4 separate regions of the Mus musculus genome follow, and regions 1, 2 and 3 are each linked to region 4. Evidence: chromatin contacts called from public ChIA-PET, Hi-C and HiChIP or PLAC-seq data. All regions are on one chromosome and are shown on one strand. Each heading gives the region's core, a stretch centred on a gene start, on an enhancer-like site or on the middle of the called end of the contact. The rest is flanking DNA. Distances are from core to core; before and after follow the strand shown. Region 1 overlaps Gm51649 (a long non-coding RNA gene). Region 2 overlaps Cacna1e (calcium channel, voltage-dependent, R type, alpha 1E subunit). Region 3 overlaps Cacna1e (calcium channel, voltage-dependent, R type, alpha 1E subunit). Region 4 holds the start of Glul (glutamate-ammonia ligase (glutamine synthetase)).

Region 1 (2,700 bases), core at 132-2,631, 890 kb after region 4:
CCTAGCGCATAGGCAGGGCTCAATCAGCAGTCATTGTTAAGGTGGGCTCCTGACCTGGCACTATCTCTTGCTTTGGGGCTCATTTTTCTCTGCAGTAAATTAGGAATCATAACAGCTATTCTATAGGTTCATTGTGAAGATCACATGAATGGTATATGTGAAGACATTGTGTAAGCTGGAGGGAATTATATTAAAGAATTTCACTAGTAAAGACCCGCTCTTGTGCTACTTGGTAAAATTACAAACCTTACGCTATAAGAAGTCTTAACCCAAGCTCTTGCTAACCCACACAGCAAGCTTGAGGAAATCGCTTAACAGGTTCTTCCAGGAAATGGCATTCGTAACCCATTTCCTGAGGAAGCAGATGAAGCTCCTGTCTTTCGAACATGCCTGGAGAGCCTTTGGAGGAAACAGCCTGGCACTCGGAGAATCCTCCTCCTCACTCGGCCCTTCCCTTACCAGCATTTGGCTCACCCCACTGTAGGCAATAACACCAGAGGGAAACTCCCAGGTTGGTTTCTAGTCTGCTTCCTGCATCACCAGAGTCCTGACTTGGTGCCAAGGAGGAGGAATTTGTAATGCTCTCTCTGTGTGTGTGTGTGTGTGTGTGTGTGTGTGTGTGTGTGTGTGTGTGCGCGCGTGCCTGCCTGCCTGCCTGTCTGTCTGTGTGTATGCAGGTGTGTGGTGGGTGGGCTGTCAGCTGTTTGGATGATGATGGAGAAGGCCCCAGGAGAAGCAAAGCTGAGGGAGGGGCCGGAAACTGGCAGAGGAGCTGACTTCCTGCAGTAAATCCCTGCCTGCGAAAAAACCTGCGGGATGCTGTGTACAGAACAGAAGGCAGGAGACGCGGGGTTCTAGAAGCCCTGAAGAGGGCAAGCAAGAAGACTCCTCGTTTCCTCAGCTGATTGTTCAGATGGAGTCGACAACCCACACAATCACACCGCATGGCTGGCTCCTGCTCAGCCATACAGCAGACACTGTTCTCAAACCTAGAGCTAAGACAAAGTCTCTGCTTACACTCCATCCAGCACAAAATGTATACACGTCTGCGTGTTGAGGAAGCAAGAGCTAAAAATGACAAATACAGCCGCATAGGCGTCAGTGATGATGGAGCGGATACTGTTTCGTAGAGAGAGAGCTGTCTGTCAGTCCCTCCAACCAGTGAGGGAAGGTGAAGGTACGGGGAAGAGGGCACTATCCATGAAAGGGCCACTGGGGCAAAGGTGAGAGGGATCTGCCACCTTGGAGGAATATCAAGGACCGGAAGTAGCTATCGCAGAGGGCGGGGTGACTGGGACAGAGGGTTAGAGCCATGTCTCCTCTGGGGAAGACAGAGAGCAAGGGTTGCAAGCAGGAAAGAGATTATGCAGGTCCCCACAAGTCACAGAAAGGACTGTTGTATATGAGACAGGAAGTCACCATAGGGTTCTGAGCTGAGGGCTGCTCTAACACATGGCTGCAGACTCTCACAGAAACTCCATGCCTGTCTTCCCAACTCCTTTTTTAAATCTAAAGAGAGAGGGTAGGGGATGCTTAGCTATCTCAGAGGGAAAAAGTTCTAGCAACTAGGAATGGGAATAGGAAGGCTGGCTAAGAGGTGACCGGGCCAAGGCCCTTTGAACAAAGTACTTGCATGCTTTGTGCCCCAACTGTAAAAGCAGAAATAACAGTTCTTATGACTTTCTGTGCCCCACCCCCAAAGGTTCTCACATTGAGGGCTTGGTCCCAAGTGTAGCAGTGTTCAGAGGCACGGCTTTAGGTGGACACTGGATCTTGACAGCTCTGATCTCACAATGAATCAGTCCATTCCTAGATTCCTAGTGTAATTGTTTTGTGGAGAGGGGCCTATGTCACAAACATGAGCTTTTTCTCTTTGCTTCTTGACCACCAGGGAGTGATTGACTCTGCCATGAGCCTCCACCAGGATGTGTAGGCCCACAGCAGGCCTAGAAGCAACTAGACCTAGAGACCACAGACTAAAACCTCTGAAACCTAAGGTAAATTAAAAACCTGAGCTTCATCCTGTAAGGTGATGTCTCTCAGGGGTTTTATCACAATGGCACAAGATGACAGAATAGCAAGGACAGGTTTGTCCAACTGACACAAGAGTAAATAAACTCACATTCAGAAGAAGAGTGCCAGGTACCTAGTAACAACCACGAGCGTCCCTTTATTTACTTATTTACTTATTTATTTTGTTATCAGCAACCTTATTATTTCACTGATGAAAAAGTTGTAATTGTGATACATTTAATATTAAATTTACAACAGCGGAGGTTATGCATATACACATACACACACAAACACGTACATATGTATACACATACACAAGTACATACACATACATACACAGAGACACACAAACACACACATACACATATAAACACACATATATACACACAAACATACACATGCACACATAAAAACACACATATACACACAAACACATATACCTGTCCTTGAACAGAAATAAAATGTGTCTTGGAGCCAGGAGCTCATGGCAGAGCAGATAAAGGTGAGCAGATACATTTTTAAAAGGAGAGCCAAGGGGGACTGGCAAGAGCCAGGTGTTGGTGTGAAAAAGGAAGTGGCTTCAACATCTCTGGCCATAGTACCCAACAGGTCATAGGTACCATAGTCCCTAACTGGTCATAGGTACCACAGTCCCCAACAGGTCATAGGTGCCACAATACCCAACAG
Region 2 (2,700 bases), core at 10-2,509, 720 kb after region 4:
TGGGGTACATACCAAGATCATTCAGATGTACATGGAGTCCCATGGGAAGGAACCCAAGCTACTACACTTACTTTTGTCTCTAATCACTGAGAAACGTGTTTTTTATAAAACTATTCTATTGCGGCTTTGTTTTATATTATCAATGAAATGATCAAAAAAGGTCATGATATTTTAAGGTTTTGTACACAAAGAAAGGAGAATGATACTAATAATATTCTGGGTATACATTTTACCTTTATTTCCAAGGGACCTCTCTGACCATATCTGTCAAAACATGTTAGAAGATAATGTGTGGAACATCTTCTTTATAAATCTCAATAATAGAGATTAACACGTATGCTTATAATCTTATGTTATTTTCATGACAGCTTACATCCATGGAGCATTATCTGGTTCACAAAGAGCTCCTCCATATTTTTATCTAGTTACTGAAAGCCACTTTGAGAACTAAGTACTGAATCTATAGTCAAACTCACAGTAGAGGAAAATGACTATTACAGGTCAAATGGCTTGCCTAAAGTCATCAAAGGAGACAGAAATGGTAAAGAAATAAAACCTGGGAGCCAACATGGATGTGCTCAGTGTAGCTCAATGCCTAACATTACCACATTCCTTAATGAATTCACCAGTCAGCTCAGCCATATCAGTTCCCTAAGATACTCATTTGGTGACAAGTCATAGAAGTGACTATTAGACCTCAAAACACACACACACACACACACACACACATACACACAAAACCTTCAGTGTCATTAGAACAGAAAAGAAACCGTGGGTATCAAGCAGCTAATAGCTATATTCATTTACAAGTTAATTATTTATATTGGTATAATTACATAAATAGATCATATTGATTTACCATAGGAACATAATTTGTGTTAGCAAAATATTTATTTTTAGTTTTCAAAGATCAAAGAATTGTTAAAAAATTGGAAGAAACTGGGATGACCACAGGTTAGATTGGTTTTTTGTTTTGTTTTGTTTGTTTGTTTGTTTTTCTTTTTTTCTTTTTTTTTTGGTTTTTATCATGTCAAAACATGATTTCAATGTCAAAAGAATTTCTTTAATTCAACTTCATGTTGAACAAATGTAATTTTGTGAACATCTATGTAGCCACTCTTTTCTCAGTCTGTCAGGCTTGTAAAGATCTCATCACAGGCTCAACAGAGCTCCCCAGGGACACTGCTGCACGGGAACCCAAATCTGCCTCAGCAGCTATTGACAGGAAAGAGTCCTAAAGCACTGGAGACCGGAAGCAGCTGCAGGGTCACTGTGCCCCCAGCTACTCAGAGCACATGCAAGTTGCAAGAACTAGTGAAGACTCTAGCATGCATTCTGGAGCCATTTTTACACCAGAAGTGGGTTGTTGTTGTTGCTGTTGTTGTTGTTTTCCATACGTGGATAATATGAGGAACAAACTGTATTCCCCAGCAGAAGCCCAGGGCAAGAGAGCACTTCAGACACGGACCAGAGACTTGGCCAACACAGTGGGGAACAGAAAATAGGAAGAGGGTTTGTTGTGTTTGCCCCTGATCTAACGAAATGCCTTTCTTGAATAAGGTAGAGAAAAGAAAAAAAAAATCTACTCACTCAGCAAACCAGCTTGTGCCTGGCACATGAGTAAAAAGTCATGCAAAGAGCATTCACATATTGATAGATGAATTCGTTTTGGTAAGTACATTTGTATGGTATATCTCACATAATTGCCGTAAAATTGCTCTAGGGTAGAACAGCAGGCATATTGCCCCCATAGTATAATGAAAAGACAGGTGCACATTTGTGTATTCATCTATTTGATACTTAGAAAGAGAGAGTGAATATTTGGCTGGTCTTCATGGGGCTCATGACAGGAAGGCAGGCAGCAAGCAGCAATCGTGTCCACAGCATCCCAAGCCAATGTGAGCATATGTGAAAATGGAACTGGTAAATGGTCCAAGTCAAGAGGAAGAGTATGGAAGAGGAAGAAGAGAAGGGGAAGGGGAAGGGGAGGAGGAGGAGGGAATGAGAAGGGAAGGGGGTGCATGGAGAGAATGGGAGAGTAAGGAAGGGTAGGGGAGAAACGAGAAATATTCAACTGAAGGGTTGCTTTTGATCACATGTCATTACCAGGCCTAGGGCACCCTCTTTTTTCCTTCCTAGGTATAGATCCCTTTAAGAGTATTTAAGAGCCAGGTTCCGAGCCAAGGAGGCCAACTGTGTTACAGAAATGAACTGCTAATTATACACAAGCCCTCTGTAAACACTAAAACAAATTACCTTTCCCCTACTTTTCTCTGGATATTTTTTTCCCTTTTACCAGCCACAGGAGGGAGCTGAGCTGGTGTGAGGACAGAGAGCAGTGGAGTGCTGATGCATCTCCATCCTGGTGGGGCTGACCTGTCTGAACACAGAGCCAGGCTGCACAGGTATGCCTTGGATGAGTCTACAGTGCTCATCAGTGGATGCTTACCATTAAGCCATGCCTAGGGTGAGGTGCTGATGCTGGAAGGCAGAGCATTTACACAGGGAGGGGGACACAGATACCTAAAAGATGACGAGTAAATATGGCAGTTCCAGGAAAGTACCAGATGCAGGCCACTGGCCTTCAGATCTGAGAGAAGAGCTTAGAGGAAAGATCTCTTTCTGACCTCCCAACCCACAGCCAGTAAACACTCAGTGGAGGAAGTACCCCAGAGCTTTGCAAGGAAATCCAGCATCTCA
Region 3 (2,700 bases), core at 155-2,654, 810 kb after region 4:
GAGCCTTTAATGCTACTGTACACAGTGTGTGACTGCACACACAATGGGGTGGGAAGCAGTACACAGCACACTCCAGACTTGCTTCACCAGGCAGTCCTTTGTTCAGAGCATCTCTCTTGGGATTGGCCCTCATGGGACTGTGGTTAAGAGCCCTAATTAAAACAACAACAAACACAAACAAACAAAAACCAGGTTTTATTGGCCATCACAAGTTGAGGAGGGGCTGGTATCTCTGAGTTGAGTGACACATTTATTGACTCTTCCATGTAGCACGTGCACACACACACACACACACACACACACACACACACACACGCACGCATGCTGCAAGCTCAGAAACCCACTCAGCACCTCCATGGACCCAGGACCTACCTGGGAAGAACTGGGAAAGAGCTCTTTTTCATTTAAGCTACATAAGCCTCTGCCTCTTGTGAATCCATTGGGTCTGTGGTTGTCTGAAGGGACCAATGAAACATAAAGGCCTGGGAAACTGAGGGCAGAGGCTTTGCCTGCTCCTGGTGGCCAACCCTTTGCTTGGGAATAGTGTGTATCTAATGATTGGTATTTAATGAATAAGGGACTAATCAATACATAGATGGCACAGGCACACCAGAGTCTGGGTTATCATTATAAAAAGACATCCTACATTCTCTCTACACAGTATCCCCATCTGAACTTTTGTACTGCATACTGTGGGCATACATTATCTATCAAAAACGAAAAAAAGCCAGTATGCACAGACATTCTCTTTAATGTTAAGAGAGAGGGAAGGGGGTGGGGCCCGGCTTTGCTAGAAGGATAATGAGTTTTCTCTGAGTAATAGGGTTATTTTCATTTTTCTCTTTACTCCTTTATCCATTGCCTGACTGTTATAATGAGCACGTATTAACTTATAATCATAAAATCAATTAAAGCTATATGTATTCGAGGGAGAAAGAAAATCAAACCAATGCCAAAATCCACCACAATCCTGAATATAAAGAAGACGGTTATGGAAGCCTGTGCAAGATCCAGGGAAGATCAAATGCTGCCGAACAAAGGCCTAGACCGAGTCAAAGAAGAACATGACCAAAAAAGAGCTTCAGGCCTGCAAAGGAGCTAGCTTCCCCTCTCTCTCACTGTCTGCTCACTAGGGGCCTCACTTCATAAACTTTCCTGGCAACCTTCCCAAACACCCCTTCACTGCTCACTCCCTCCAAGCCGTTAATGAGGACTAGAGTGTCTGCGGCTCTCCCTTCCCCTTCCCTGTCTAACTGCTTCAAGACAATCATTAGGGAAATGATAAAAATAGGTTCGCTTATTGATTTATCCCTTTTACCCAATGCTCCTTCCTTCAACCAGTTGACTCGTTTCCTTAGCAACACAGCTAATTTGAGCAGCATGGCTCGGCCCGCACACCTGCCATTTGTTTAGTTCCTTCTTTAGCAGAGAAAGCTGGGGCAAGACAGAGGGTGGACCTAATGCTGCTATGGTGCTGGCTCTGATTGCCAACAGAGCCCTAGGATAGGGTTGCGCGCCTTGCATTGCCTTGTAAGCAGAACTGCTCTCATCTGAGCCAGCCTCTCGCCTTCACAACTGCAGGCACAGGCCTGGGGAAGACTTAGGCTGCAGGAAGCAAATGGAAGTGGGGGGGGGGGGTCTTACAGAAATATACAGCCCTATCTGTGGGGTGTTCTGAGACCCCTCTGCTCTCAGCTGTCCCTTCCCAGAGCCTTTATCACCGTGCATAAAGCAAATGAATATGATCTGAGGGCCACCAGGGACAGGCAGGTTGACAGAACACGATGTTCTCTTTGAGTTCCAGGCCTAATGGAGAAGACACTTATGTAGGAACAAGAATGTGACCACTCTGGCAGTTGTCAGAACTCGGGAGACTCTCACCAAGTGCTCACTGGCTCCCAGGAGATAGATCTCAACCTCCATTAGCCATCCCTATCTATCTCTAGCCTCAGACCCAGGACAACTAACTGCCTGCAAGAAGGTCTGAATCCTCTTCCCGCTTCAGACTTCTTGTTTAGGGATATGCGATTTGAAGAGATGTAGTCAGACAACGACTTTGATGCCATTGCATATGTTACCACTCCTCAGCTGCACATAAATGTAATATGTGATTATTAACTCAAGGGCAGTAGCTGGGAAAGAGTCTGTCTATTGTGTGACTCTGTCAGAAGCTCTGTTCCAAAGAGACACTGTCAAGTAATAAATAGTAAGACACAGCCCTTCAAGGGCTATATGACTGGAAAAAACATCAGGATCTTGTGTTGGACATAGACAGCGGAGGAGAGAATGAAACTTGGAAATGAGAAACAGGAGTCAGGGCTTTCATTGCAAAAGTTGCCCCAGTACGGTGCTCAAAGGGAAGGCCACCACCATCCACTTCCATAGAAGAAACTAGAAAGACAAAAGGACCAGCACCCAAAACAACAGGTGAACACAAGGCCCTAAACAGATCGCAGGTCACTTTTATTACCCTACTAAATCAATTCTTAAGTGTCTGCTACTGCTTGAGACTTTGGGGAGAGCATCTGTCTGTGGTCACAGTCTCCAGGAGGGGGCTGGCTGGCTGCAGCTATGATCTAACACCAAAGACATCTACCCCAGTAAAGATTTTAAAAGAAAATTATGGTAATGGGCCTCCGGGAAGAAAGCAAAGACATTTGGCCCAGGACCTCCTGGGAATATGGAGAGCTCTTCCAAACA
Region 4 (2,700 bases), core at 1-2,500:
CTCTTCCAAAGGCACTGAGAGCGTGGGTTTCTGGCATCTAGAGAGAAAACTTCATCTCGAATGCCAGAAGTCCTGAAAGATAAAGCCCAGCCATGAGGTGGATTTCATGTACTAGAAAGAGACTGCTCAGAGCATAGCATTAATAACAATATATGGGCCACGTCTATTTTTTTACAGGTAAATTCTGTGCACATTTTCAGCTTGTCTCACTACAGTATTCACACACTATCTCAGCCATCACTGCAGGGTTAAGAAAGGAAAGAGAAAACTCTCATTCCCTCTCCCCCAACACACACACACAGTTAAAAACAACTTGGGAAGCAAAGCCAGGGGTTCCCCCCACCCCTCTTGCTTTTTTGTTTGTTTTCTCTGTGAAACCCTGGTTGTCCTGGAATTCCCTCTGTAGAGAAGACTGGCCTCGAACTCAGGAGACCCACCCGCCTCTGCCTCCTGAGTGCTAGGATTAAAGGCGTGTGCCACCCCCGCTTTCCCTCCTGAGTGCTAGGATTAAAGGCATGTTGCCACCCTGCTTTCCCGGTCAACTGCTCTGAAAGTCCTTCCATCTGCTTTATTTTGCAGATCCAAGGAAAGGCTGAGAGACGGGAACACACACACACAAGGCAACATCAAATAGACTATGGACGTCCAGAATCCTCTTTATAGAAACATCACACTTGTGTTTAAACCGTGAAATCACAGTCTGACCACTTCCCCCAAATCCACTCAGGAAACCAGGAAGATAGGGTCCTCCAGGTTCTGGGAATCGTGTTTCTCTCTCTCTCTCCCCGCGCCTGATCAGGGCTCCCTGCCTCTCCCCAGCCCAACCCGTCCCCAGGCTCGCTCAACAAACAAAGGGTAAAATTCTCTTCTGGGGTTCTGGATTTTCAGTGACAGATCTCCTCGAAAACCTCTGTACCGTTAAGGAAGCAAAGAGCCGAGGCCAAATGACTCTGAGGAAGCCTCAGCCTGGGTCCGAGGGTCCAGAGGTCGCTTAAGAACGCAAGCTGCAAATGCATCCTGCACCTTCGGCCCTGGCCCTCCTCCAGCCGCCGCTGCCTCCCCTCCCCCACTCCCCTTTCTCTTTCTTTCTTCTGGGTCTCGCTCGCCCCACCCTGAGGCTCCCGCACAGTTCCTCGGCCAATGGCCTCAGGGCCCCGGCGCGCAGCAGCTGATGGGCGCGGGTTTCCTGGCCTAGGTCAGCCAATCAAGGCGACTGGGGGCGGGCACAAGCTGTCAATAAAAAGTACCGAGCAGCCAGCGACCCTGCAGAGCGGAGAATGGGAGTAGAGCAGAGTGTCTGAACAGCACGCTCACCCATCTCCTCTCCGCCTCGCTCTCCTGACCTGTTCACCCATCCATCATCCGGCCGGCCACCGCTCTGGTAAGCGCACGGAGGGTCCAGGAATGTACGGCCGCCCGGGCTGTGGGGTCGCACTCTACTTCCCAGCTCCAGTCAGCTGCTGTACGGAGCGGGATGCAGCGCTCGTGCCTCCCGCGTGTTTGCAGCGTGCGGCCCGGGCCGGCTCTGCTTGGTGTTCCTAGGACGCGCTGTGAGCCAAGCTCCGGGAAGGGCGGGGTTGCGGGTTGTTTTGATCTGTTCTATACTTGCGGCCGGAGGCGCCGCCCCGGGAGGCAGGCGCCGTTGGCTGGGGTTCACGCTGAGATGGGGGCTTTCCGGTGGTCCCAGCGGGAGAGGGTTCTTGCCTTAGGTGGGCGCAGGCGCCTTGATCCTCTCTTCCTGGCGGCGCATTTGGGGGGCGTCGTCACGCTGTGGGTGGTCTGGTTGAGGATGGTGGTCCTAAGCGTTGATGGCACCACTCCCCAGCTCCCAACGCCGTGTCCTAGGCCTTTACCATATGACCGAACAATGGAGAGCCGGAGCCCCGGAGTGGCCGGCGGGCTCCGCAGTGGAGAGGCCGCGCCAAGCGGAGGCAGCAGCGGCGCGCTGTGCCTCCCGCGGTCGCCCCACTCTCGCCACCCGGCCTCTACCCTCGCCGGGGTATGGCCCCCTGGGAGAGGCCTTGAGATCTACGCGGGCCCGAGGGTCGCGGCACCGACTTTCCGGACATTTTAGTGGGAAGGCTGCTTTCAAAGTGGATTGCCCCAACTCCTCCGGGGGCGGGAAGCGGGGATCCTCCCCCAGCCGCAAATACTCAAAGAAACCAACCATTGAAGACGTAGAAGATGGAGATTCTCGGTCCTCAGAGTCCCCTTCTAATACTTTAGGCTTCGTTGCCTACTCTGTGAACTCCGGGGAGAAGTCGAGGGTTAAGATTAAATCGCACCCGTCTTATTCCAGCACCTCCCCCTCCGAACGGTCTGGGTCCCCCACTCCATCGCCCTCGCCCAAAAAGCTCCGTTGCTTAGACCAGCGAGAAATCGAGAACGAGGAGAGGCATGAACACTGCTCTAAAAAGAGGAGGTCTAGAGAGTACAACCCCAGTGCATTTGATTCTCATTGGCTGGGGTGAGTAAAAGTCAGGGCGAAGGACCCCGGGTGCATCTGGCAACCCGCAGAAACTACTCAGAATTTTAAGAACCCATTCCACTTTGCACTACAGGGACACCAGTTGGTGCTATCTATGTACACTAGGCTGCTGGCACCCAGCTGGTCTCAGGGAACCAGGGCCAGAGGAGGAACTCAGGTTCCCCTAACAGTTCATTAATGCTGGATGTGTGTGTGTGGGGGGCGGGGGGCAC

What was found. Hi-C and Micro-C count contacts between places; a contact is called where the count stands out from the background. ChIA-PET counts read pairs in DNA pulled down with a chosen protein or histone mark. HiChIP or PLAC-seq counts read pairs in DNA pulled down with a chosen protein or histone mark.
Region 1: a contact with region 4 is called in an RNA polymerase II ChIA-PET map of memory CD8 T cells, with 14 read pairs. The contact joins the enhancer-like site here to the promoter of Glul in region 4. A contact is called at or near these places in 16 of 39 promoter capture datasets (the 3T3-L1 cell line, 3T3-L1-derived adipocytes, the C10 cell line and 10 more), 12 of 484 Hi-C or Micro-C datasets (B cells, the Ba/F3 cell line, CD4 T cells and 9 more) and 7 of 115 datasets of contacts at active chromatin or transcription factors (the 230-238 cell line, astrocytes, differentiating embryonic stem cells and 4 more).
Region 2: a Hi-C map of pro-B cells shows a contact between it and region 4, with 2.5 times the contacts expected there. The contact joins the enhancer-like site here to the promoter of Glul in region 4. A contact is called at or near these places in 7 of 39 promoter capture datasets (the 3T3-L1 cell line, hippocampal neurons, liver and 3 more), 1 of 484 Hi-C or Micro-C datasets (pro-B cells), 2 of 115 datasets of contacts at active chromatin or transcription factors (large pre-B cells and pro-B cells) and 1 of 9 other capture datasets (pancreatic islet).
Region 3: a contact with region 4 is called in an H3K4me3 HiChIP or PLAC-seq map of forebrain, with 7 times the contacts expected there. The contact joins the enhancer-like site here to the promoter of Glul in region 4. A contact is called at or near these places in 11 of 39 promoter capture datasets (the 3T3-L1 cell line, HPC-7-derived erythroid cells, cranial neural crest and 8 more) and 5 of 115 datasets of contacts at active chromatin or transcription factors (embryonic basal ganglia, embryonic forebrain, forebrain and 2 more).

What each region holds. Positions count from the first base shown.
Region 1 is chr1:154,791,155-154,793,854 of GRCm38.p6, forward strand. It overlaps Gm51649 (a long non-coding RNA gene), which reads left to right. Exons shown (of 4, transcript XR_003948055.1): 4 at 1-205. It also overlaps a transcript of Cacna1e not described here. Among named protein-coding and RNA genes, the nearest start is that of Gm51649, 5.5 kb to the left of the region's middle. Within about 2 kb of position 1,382, at least 26 of the 459 cell types and tissues checked have an H3K27ac peak or open chromatin away from gene starts, as enhancers often do. A contact at or near this core is called in B cells, cerebral cortex, cortical neurons and 3 more, where this site is marked.
Region 2 is chr1:154,616,687-154,619,386 of GRCm38.p6, forward strand. All of the region lies in intron 6 of Cacna1e (calcium channel, voltage-dependent, R type, alpha 1E subunit), which reads right to left. Among named protein-coding and RNA genes, the nearest start is that of Cacna1e, 110 kb to the right of the region's middle. Within about 2 kb of position 1,260, at least 20 of the 459 cell types and tissues checked have an H3K27ac peak or open chromatin away from gene starts, as enhancers often do. A contact at or near this core is called in pro-B cells, where this site is marked.
Region 3 is chr1:154,703,542-154,706,241 of GRCm38.p6, forward strand. The region is part of intron 1 of Cacna1e (calcium channel, voltage-dependent, R type, alpha 1E subunit); the gene reads right to left. Among named protein-coding and RNA genes, the nearest start is that of Cacna1e, 21 kb to the right of the region's middle. Within about 2 kb of position 1,405, at least 38 of the 459 cell types and tissues checked have an H3K27ac peak or open chromatin away from gene starts, as enhancers often do. A contact at or near this core is called in forebrain and hippocampal neurons, where this site is marked.
Region 4 is chr1:153,898,679-153,901,378 of GRCm38.p6, forward strand. It overlaps Glul (glutamate-ammonia ligase (glutamine synthetase)), which reads left to right and starts at 1,251. Exons shown (of 7, transcript NM_008131.4): 1 at 1,251-1,381. Gm38440 (a long non-coding RNA gene) reads right to left here and starts at 1,098. Exons shown (of 2, transcript XR_387481.3): 1 at 917-1,098; 2 at 1-72. Mir8114 (microRNA 8114) reads left to right here and starts at 1,248; the gene lies at 1,248-1,358.